2 separate regions of the Zea mays genome follow, and region 1 is linked to region 2. Evidence: chromatin contacts called from public Hi-C data. All regions are on one chromosome and are shown on one strand. The core of a region is the stretch at or near the end of the contact, and the rest is flanking DNA. Distances in the headings are between cores, read along the strand shown.

Region 1 (4,855 bases), core at 1,023-3,522, 160 kb after region 2:
AGAACTTGCTAACTAGGCTGCAAAACATAAACCTTTGCTTCCACTTTGAGGTGGAGCAGCAGGTTAATGGGATCTTCCTCAATTTCTTTGGATTCAATGGAACGGCAGGAGTGTGGAGAATAAAGGCACTCGAGGATTCAGGTGGATGGATGGAGAGGACAACAGTGGAGGACATGGATATTGCTGTCCGAGCACACCTCAAGGGTTGGAAGTTTCTGTTCCTTAACGATGTTGAGGTACTTACACATATATAACATTTTACTTTATGGTTATATTATATTGTGTTAAGACTTGTGATTACAAATGAAGCTGTGTTGCATGATTATTCTTTCAGTGCCAGTGTGAATTGCCGGAGTCATATGAGGCATATCGAAAGCAGCAACACCGATGGCATTCTGGTCCCATGCAGTTATTTAGACTCTGCTTTGTGGATATTATCAAGTCGAAGGTGTGGACCTTTCCTTGCTCTCTATGATTATATGCTCAACAATAAGTTAACATGTTTGCTTTTCGGAAAATTTTGAACCTTTTTTTATGCTGGGGCTAACCGCTAACCTTTCATTCCTTTTTTTTTTGCTGCAGATCGGATTCTGGAAGAAGTTCAACCTCATATTTCTTTTCTTTCTCCTCCGCAAGCTCATTCTGCCCTTCTATTCCTTCACCCTTTTCTGCATCATCCTTCCCATGACGATGTTTATTCCCGAAGCCGAGCTCCCTGCCTGGGTCGTGTGCTACATCCCGGCGACCATGTCCCTGCTGAACATCCTCCCAGCCCCGAAATCGTTCCCGTTTATCGTGCCCTATCTCCTGTTCGAGAACACCATGTCGGTAACCAAGTTCAACGCCATGGTCTCCGGCCTGTTCCAGCTCGGGAGCGCCCACGAGTGGGTCGTCACCAAGAAATCAGGCCGTTCTTCCGAGGGCGATCTCGTCGTCGAGAAGCAGCCTAGACAGCAAAGGGCAGGGTCCGCATCCAACCTTGGTTCCCTTGCAAAGGAGCCTTCCTCCAGTCTCAGAAAGGACTCCCAAAGGAAGAAACACAATAGGATATACAGGAAGGAGCTGGCGCTCTCCTTCCTTCTCTTAACAGCAGCTGCTCGGAGCCTGATATCGGTGCAAGGAATACACTTCTACTTCCTTCTGTTCCAAGGGGTATCGTTTTTGGTCGTTGGGCTCGATCTGATCGGCGAGCAAGTTGAGTGACGGGAATACAAGGGAGAGTAATGGCGGTATTTGTTTTTGCTGCGAGCGGTGGCAATGCGAACAGGGAGCACTTCAGGTAAAGGCAGGCACGGTATATGATTCAACGCAAACACGAGAAGATTTGGTTCCGGATTAAGAGGGGTTATAGATGGTTAGGGATACTTGAAACGGTGTACTGTGGATTGTAGATATATGGCTTGAGACTGTGGACTGGGGTCTGATTCTTTTGTAAGAAAATCTTTCAGTGGGGTCATTTTGCTTTCTTGACAGTTTACCTTCAAAGGGGGATACTGTTTGGGATCCATGTAATTTGGCCAGTTAGTACGAATGCATACTGAATGATACTTGTTCGTTTCTTGAATTCTAACATGTGGATAAAGGATTGCGCTAAGGGGAACCCAGAAAAAGGGAAGAAGATGTTCTGCATGAGTGCATCAGTAGAATGCCTACGGGCTCTGTTTGTGAATGCAAGAGCGCAAGTATGAGCGACTACTGCTATTGCCGTCAAAGCAGTTGACGATCGGTGAATCGGTGATGGTGGGGTGAAGCTAACGAGGAGGAAGATGAGTTTGACCCCGACGATAGAAGTGGTTGGCGATAGCATTTAATTTGTCGCTAAGACCATGTCCAATAATTCACATTCAAAACACTGTCAGTGTAGAATTTGTTAGTGTAGAATTGCACAGTTTGTTCATAAAGTGGAGTTTAAATATATGTATGAAGATGAGAATGAATAAACTATTAGAGATAAAATAGCCTAACGGACAACATCCCGTTTTCAAAATAAATCGTAAAAATAAAATCAGAGGAGAGGTTATCTCGATCGATTCCGCTTTCGTTTTCAATCTCTACTCGGTCCTCACCTCGTGTATGCTGTATGGTACTTGCTACCTACTGCCATGCTGGGCTCGTCCAGGAGAGTTGAGAGTTAAGCCCGTCGACAGCATTATCGACTAAGTGGCCCTACATGGGCCCAGATCACATGCGGCTCACGAACGGTAATCTTCCAGCCCACTTGTCCAGCAGTGATGGTGGAGAGAGACAGGGTATCAGGGGAACTGGGGAAGGGGTTTAGGAACAACCCATCTCCATTCACCAACGGCGCCTCCAACTCCGAGCGCCGCCTCTGCCTCGAAAACTCTTACTCGCGGAGCTGCAGCCAGGGGGGCGACCGGTGTGTGAACCGCTGCCGCTATGGCTGCTGCTTCCGTTCCGCCAACATCTTCATCCGGCGGCTGGGACTTCACCTGGTGAGTCTTCCCTCCCTGCCCGTCTTCCAGTCTCCCTGCCTTCTATCCCTGGCCGGCAGTGTGCGGATGCAGTCAGATTTGCGTACTGTTTAGGTACGTAGCTTCCTTGCTCAGCTAATTTGCTGTTACGATTCCTTTGTGCACTGCGAATGCTGTTGACGGCTGTGCCCTGCCCTGTGCGAGGCTGCACCGCCATGCTTGTTTCATGTTCGACGGATTTCCTTGGAGAGAAACTAACGGTTATTGTTAGGCAGAAAATGGCAGTGTATAAACGAATGTCTAGACCACCTAAGTTCGGACTCTCTTTAGGGGCCGTTTGGATTCCTTTATTTTGGAGGAATTAGGATCTACTTAATAGAGTAGGCTATTTAGCTTGGAATTTTGACATTCCACCACTTTCTAAAATCTAGATATAAGTTTATCTCAAATTGATAGGATGAAGCGTGGAAATTGATTTATTAATGTATCACCAGACTATGTTTCCACTCTATAATTGTTAGTCAAAGATTTAAAAGGTTAGACTTCTTAAAATACACGCATGCCTTAATCAATGGGATGAAGGTACATAGGAAAACCGTGTATTTTCATGAATGATTGTTGGGGAAAAACCGACTGAACCTGTGGGAATTGGTAGCATGTAGATGTAGCTTGGCAAGTCCATCCTTATTATGATTTCCAGGGAGGGGTAACTCGATATCAGTGTCCATAGCTTTGCTTGGTTCCCCGATTGACCTCGACACCGTGCTCTGATGATAATTTGAGATGATATTTTCCTGATGGGTCAAAGAAAAAGAAAAACGCAACGACTTGATACATGTTACCACTACTTCCCTACCGTGTAGGAGTATTTTGCTTCTGCTGTGAATGATTTCTGGGTAGAACTCACAGCGCACCACTGACATATCGTTTGGCAGTAACCTTGAAGTCGATTATGGGTCTGAAGAAAATGCATCCATAGTCTACAGAACGTTAGCAGTTGACAAGGAGGTAAAGTAGCCGTATTCTACTGGCACTTTGTGAACTCGTCCAGTTTTCATCTTGCCGACAGCTTTGCAACTTTATATTGCAGTTGCAGCCTGACAAGGTGAAGAGGGAGATGACTCTATCAGGCAGCAAGCTGGCCGTGTTAGTATATCCGTTCTGTCATCTCTAACTGTTTTTCTGCGCGTTCCCGTGTCAAGGCTAAAGACTGAAGTCCATCTTATTTTGCGAATTCAGCCACTTCGCAGCCGTGGAGGCCCGCTTCCTGCGAGCATCGTTCAGCTCATTTGTGGATCTTATGGGACTCGTGACGAAGCTCGTCGAAGAATATGGTGTGGCCAATGCAGGGCATTCTTGAATCTTGATGAACAATCTCATACACGGCATTGCGGAGTTGATTTTAGTTCGCCTGTGAGCAATTTGGAGTTTTGGACAGTCTTTACCAGTGGAACTGCTCTTGATCTGTGTCAAGCTAGTGTAGTATTTGCCCTTGATTGGTCAAATCCTATTCGGAACGGTTAATTCTTTTCGGCAATGCCGTTGTGAAATGTATAGATGATGAATAGGTAAAAATTATCTATATATCCTCAGTTAGGCTTTCTCCACGAGTAATGAGTGGTCTTGGTCTGGTCTCTGGTTGTGGCCTCTCCGGATGATGCTATATGTCATCTCCCATCTCCGTTATCGTGTTTCTCGGTAAAAAAAACGTTACGAGCCGTTTTCTCTATGCAGTGGCAGCTACACCATAAACATAACTGTTATGATATTGCAAGACTATCCTAAGATAATATAATAATGCGCACAAACACGAGGGGTGTCTATTTCTTACTTTTGATCGTTAGAAAAAACCTAGAACAAGCACTGATAATAGTGGTCTTACTAATCTAAGCACTTCGCAAAACAACTACGTTAATTAACGAGTAATTTCTTAAGCATTTAGATGTTTAGAGCTATTGTGTTTGAGTCTCAACTCAATGGCTATTTTTTCTCAGCTCCTACACATCTCAAATGGCTGGTTTAGGATCCTATTAATAGCCTTAAGGAGAGATATAGCTGTTGTACTAATAAAAGCCAACTCCACTCACCATCTGATCGTCCAATGGTTGCACTGTTGGACCAACGCCTCACAACGGCTCTTGTCAGTATTGTGTCAACACAGGCTGTTGCCCGACTGTCAGGGCCACGCTCTGTAGTGTATAGTGCGACGTCGTTGGACCAATTTGACACCACACTTTTCTATCTGGAACCTTTCTGCGTGATCGTTAGACTCGTCTAAAGTGTTCTCACGTCCATGAACAGTTACGATCTAAGCTACTGTGAGATGAATAGTATGACTGTATGGTCTAATGCTCTAATGATTAATGGTCTTGTGATCACATCAGATGTCCTGTTCTTCAGTCGACTAGTGTTTGGTTCTACCG
Region 2 (5,214 bases), core at 2,363-4,862:
TCACACCATTGTTGAACACAGTACTTGTGCATAATATCTCTGAAGTTCAAGTTTGCGAACATTTGTTCTTTTCATTAAACAAACATAAAGAAAACAAATGTTCCACAGTACCAGGAACCAGACTATTTAGAAATCAAATTGCACTTCACCTTGCCAAGCATTGCAGCTTCAGCCTCTATACTACTAACATACACAGTACAAATGAAAGAATTGTCTGGCTCTAGGAGCAAATTTGTTTTTCAAGTGTAAAACATAATAGGAAAACAAATCAAACTACTTCTTGATAAGGCAAATACTTGCTAGCATCGCATTAAAAATCTTCAATAATGAAGGTGAAATAGAGCAAAGTTGAAGTAAGAGCAAACAAGCACCATAGAGAGGAAGTGAATGACCAGAAACAACTCCTGCAAGCACAACAACACACATACTTGTTCATGCATTTTAAAAAGGTTTATATGAAATGTTTATATGAAATCTGATTATTCACTTAGTCTAAAGAAAAGTGTTGACTTGTAATAAATAAAACTAACCTTGTTAGAAAGAGGGGCAATGTCATAATATTGTATTGTGTAATAACATTCTAGAGACCACATGGCAGAAAATTGCTATATGCACTACCATTCCTCGATCGCGGCAAGTTGCTCATACCATAATACAAAGGCACTAAATTTCTCCGATCACATGGTTGTCATTGTGCCCCAAAACAAAATAGCATCAGATTGTAGAGTTGGAGTTTTAGAACTGATTGATAAACATTACCTAGCAAACAAAAAGGTACTTGATATTAACTTGGATTTATTCTCTATGTTGTTAGTAGAATTGTTGTGGTCTAGTATAACAGTTAATTTCTTTACCTGTGGCAGTTAAAAGTCACTACTACAAAATTATGTATCTTCAAAGACAAAGGTATGAAACAGTGTTTGAGACTGCACCCAGAACAAAGCGTTATCATGATGTTCCCCCCAACCCTGCTCCCACTGATTCATCAGTGCTCTGAAGCATGGCGTACTGGTGACCTTGGTCCATCTGATTAAAAAGAAACATATAATATTCAGAATAAAAGTAAACTGCAACCATACAACATCAAGTCACCGATAGGATAATACTATGTAAACATACTTGATGATGTTGTTTCTTCAAAAGAAGAGGTTTTGGAATCAACATCCAAGGTATAGACACTAAAGCAAGAAGAAGCAGAACAAGTTGCTTTGGAGAAGGAGAGCGGTTAGGCATGATAGACCAGTTTGCTTCAAAGAAGAGAACTTATCAACAAGGAATATAGACCAACACTGTCTTCTAGCAACTAAACAACCTGTTCACACTAAAGTCATCTGTTGGAAAGCAGTCTCATACTTTCATTCCCATACCTTTTCTACAAGTTTGGTATAAATCAATCGGCCATAAAATGTAATAAGTTTACATAGCAAAGAATTCATCAATACTGATAAATCAACAATATCTAGCTATTATCATCACCATTTTTCTTCAGTATCCTGCAACAAAGCCCCTCATACTCTTGGCCTAATAAAAAATAACAACAAGCATCAGTGCCAACACGATATAATATACGAATTTTTCTTTAGGTCACCTAAAAAGTAGTGTTGCAATGTCCTCGTACGACCTCGGAGACACAGGAGCCACACACTTCGTAGCTTTAGTATGAGGAACTTTGTATATCCCCTACAATTTTTCATAGGAATAGTGAACTCCATGGCTAAAATGGCTTAAAACACGAACAAAATACCTAAAAAACTGTAGACAATTAAAATAAGAAAATACCACCACACAAGCTTGCAGGAGAGCTCCCAACTTTCCACGGAGTTGCACGAGGCTCACGTCCAACCAATGGTTGCAAGCACGCAAGGATTGAATCACCCGTCGACACACGCCACACCAAAGAAGGAGAGGAGCACTGATAAGCACCTTGGCCATCGCGGTGGAAATAATTGGAATTTTGCCACTCAAAACATTTGTCTTTTTGTTATATAATTGCAGTGTCGAGCATGACGTGGGCGTGGTTCTGGAGTAACCACACGGCGACGCACCGCCTTTATGGTGCGCGGAGACGGCAGCCTCGATGACATTGGTGCAGGTGGAACACGCCATGCCGGTGATGCACACGTGCGACTCCATCTCCTCATCGTACGAGTCGAGCAGCGCGACGTCCTCCATCTCGTCGTCGCGCTCGCTCGCGGGCTAGTGTCGCCCGCTGGCCTAGATCCGCCTCCTCGTACGCGAAATTCGAGCGAGGATCTAGCAACATGAGTGGGAGCATGTTAATCCAAGATAAAGAAAAATCAAACTTCTTTTTTATACAAACCGGAGAGCACGAGGGTGTAGGGGCACGTAGCTCGAGGTCGACATGGGAGGTGGCGCCATGTTCGTCCTCGGGTGGCCGCAACCACCATAATGTCTCGTCATCACCGTCGGTCGTGATCATCTGAGGCTGAAGAAGAGACCTCAACATTCTTCTTCGTCTTCCCCTTATTTGCCTTCTTCACGGTGGGGGTTGTCTCCTCGGAGCTGGTGATGCTCCTCTCCTCCTCGCTAGAGGACGCGACCAACAGAGCAAAAGAGGCGATTCCTTCGCTTTGTTCTTTTTTCCTTATTCTCTTTCTTCTTGGTCAAAGAAACCCCCTCATCTGCCTCCACGACGACGTCGGGCTTGAGCTGTTTGCGTTTGGTATTCTTGGAGGCAGAGTCATCGACGACCATGGGCTCGACGGTAGCGGCGAGGGTGAGACCGCGGGAGATACCACAAGTAACTGCGTGTGGCTGCTGCTAGTGGCGTGGCGTTGGGGGTGGGGGAGTGGACAGGACGTGGTGAATAGGAACGGAGTCGCTCACTTCTGGGAAACAGTCAAGCAGGCAGAGTGAGGGAGCGAGCAGCAAGCACCGAGGATTCGTTGGGTCGGGGTTGATGCGACGGGACGAAGAGATGAGGACGTGCACGTTGGTCTAATGGCCTGTGCCCACCAACACGGGGAGATGTGCGCTGCGGAGGATAGGTCCTCTGTTCCATCGTTCGCACGGTGTCTGTGGTGGCCGATGGACAGTTCTAAAATCTCAAAGCCTGCCACGTGTCAACGTGCAGCTAAACCTTTTCTCCGTGAAACCCTCCGGTGCGAACAAATGAGGTCAAGTTTTAAGAACTCTGATTTTGTCAATCTTAAAATTGGCTGACTTATAAAATAACATGTGTGCATTTGTTTGGTAGTGAGTAAACAAAAAACAACTTTTTCACGATGTCGCCGCACTGATCCACCACGAATTGAGAAATCGCGTGGCCCGCGAAGAACAAACACGTCACACATGAAGCGTCTGCTTCAAAGGATCTGAGTGGATGGGTGGAAACGGCTTCATTGCACACCGTTCAGCACTGAAATTTATGAATCGGAGTCGGAGAGGAGCACCGAACACTCGGCCGTCGCCTCGTCGACCCGGTCACCAAAGGTGGCACGCAAAAAAGCCCAAGGACAACTCTCTCTGTACGTGCGTCGCGAAGTATTCAAATGCACGCAAAGCAGCCCCGCCACTCGTCGCGCCCCCACAGCAGTCCACGGCCCGAGCTCTCCCGATGATAAACCGCGGCTCCCAGCTTCGGATCTCGCTACCCGCACACCCACCATCAGCACGCTCCCGGACTCTGATGGCGCTGAGCCCCACGCCCACGGCCGTTGCTGCACCGCCGCCGGAGCCGGGCCCCGAGCCCGCGCCGTCCGCTGAGCTGCCGCTGCCGGACGCCATCGCGGCCGCGCTGCCGCCGGACCCGTACGAGCAGCTGGAGGTGGCGCGCAAGATCACGGCCGTGGCCGTGGCGTCCCGGGCCTCGCGCCTCGAGCTGGAGGCCGCGCGGCTACGGCAGAGGCTGGCCGACAGGGACCGCCTCGCCGCCGAGCTCGCCGACAGGGCCGCCAAGCTCGAGCAGGCGCTCCGCGACGCCGACGCGCGGCTCCGCAGCGCACTCGACGACAACGTGAGGTTTCATTCTCCATCTCGCGCTCTCTGCCTGCTTACTGATGAGCCGGTTGATTTCGGTTGCGATTCTGTGCGTCGGCGAAGGCCAAGCTGGCCAAGGAGCGGGACTCGCTCGCGCAGACGTCCAAGAAGCTGGCCAGGGACCTCGCCAAGGTGATGTGATCGAGATCAGTACGTGCACCTCAGCCGTGACTGTAAGCTCACATTAGTTCTTCCTTCTTTTTCTTTTCTGTTTCTTTTAACTGACATGCAGCTGGAAACCTTCAAGCGGCACCTGATGCAGTCGCTGGGCGATGATAATTCCCAAGTGAGTTGATGATCCTCCTCCTGCCTGCGTTTCCTTCTCCGTTGGTTTATATCCTCAAGAAGAGCACTCGTGTTCTGTTTCGTGCCCCTCAACAGACTCATCATCAGGAAACAGTAGACATAAGAACCTACGAGCAATCGGTGGCAAAAGCGAATTCCTGGAAAGGTACTGTGTCCCTTGCTGCCATGCACAACGTCTCGTCGTCTCACTCTCACCACTCTGTTCATACGATCTGATACGGCCCTTTCCCTTTCTGAAGACGGGCTAGAGAAGAACAGCCATCCTGTATCCTCTCTATCCGACGAGTCCGTCGAAGCCGACAGCGTAAATCAGGAAGGTAGTATGATCAGTGACCAAGACACGCATCTCCATAATTTTTGCAAGTGTTTATCGACTGATGCTCCTTGGCCCTGTGTCCTGCACGCTTGCTTTGCTTCGAGCTGAGCAGTGACGACGAGGCCATTTGAGCAGAAACTGACCATCACGCACATCACTCCACGCCTCACCTCGGATCCTGCGCCGAAGCTGAGAACCGCCGCGACATCCCCGAGAAGGTACTCCACGGCGGTGTCGCCCAAACTGGCGTCCGGCGCCACCTCGCCGCGATTGGAGGGCCACATGGCGATGTCGCCATGGCTACCCTCGAGCAAGATGTCCTCTGCAGCCAACTCGCCACCTCGTGGACAGTCTATCTCAGGTGGTGCTTTGTGAGGCATCTTGTCAGCATTCAGATAGATCCTTTGCAAAATAATAATAAATAAATAAATAAATAAATAAATCCTGACATTTTCTCGACGGACTCTGAATCAGGACGCGGTACAAGAGTAGATGGCAAGGAGTTCTTTCGTCAAGCAAGGTATGGTTATCCCCCACGCTTGCCTGAACCCTGATATATGCAGACCTGCGTCCATTTCTTCATAGAAAAGTAG

What was found. Hi-C and Micro-C count contacts between places; a contact is called where the count stands out from the background.
Region 1: a contact with region 2 is called in a Hi-C map of leaf, with 5 times the contacts expected there. The contact joins the promoter of LOC100276896 here to the promoter of LOC100278542 in region 2. A contact is called at or near these places in 5 of 25 Hi-C or Micro-C datasets (bundle sheath, ear, leaf and 1 more).

Annotation. Positions count from the first base shown.
Region 1 is chr3:199,131,005-199,135,859 of Zm-B73-REFERENCE-NAM-5.0, forward strand. It overlaps LOC100276896, which reads left to right and starts at 2,273. Exons shown (of 4, transcript NM_001150595.2): 1 at 2,273-2,453; 2 at 3,368-3,440; 3 at 3,523-3,578; 4 at 3,672-4,043. The coding sequence starts at 2,398. The coding sequence ends at 3,792. It overlaps LOC100383102 (putative xyloglucan glycosyltransferase 12), which reads left to right. Exons shown (of 5, transcript NM_001175773.2): 3 at 1-236; 4 at 335-448; 5 at 583-1,456. The coding sequence ends at 1,203.
Region 2 is chr3:198,967,502-198,972,715 of Zm-B73-REFERENCE-NAM-5.0, forward strand. LOC100278542 reads left to right here and starts at 3,613. Exons shown (of 9, transcript NM_001151782.1): 1 at 3,613-3,976; 2 at 4,063-4,131; 3 at 4,232-4,285; 4 at 4,381-4,450; 5 at 4,545-4,622; 6 at 4,734-4,982; 7 at 5,096-5,141. The coding sequence starts at 3,650.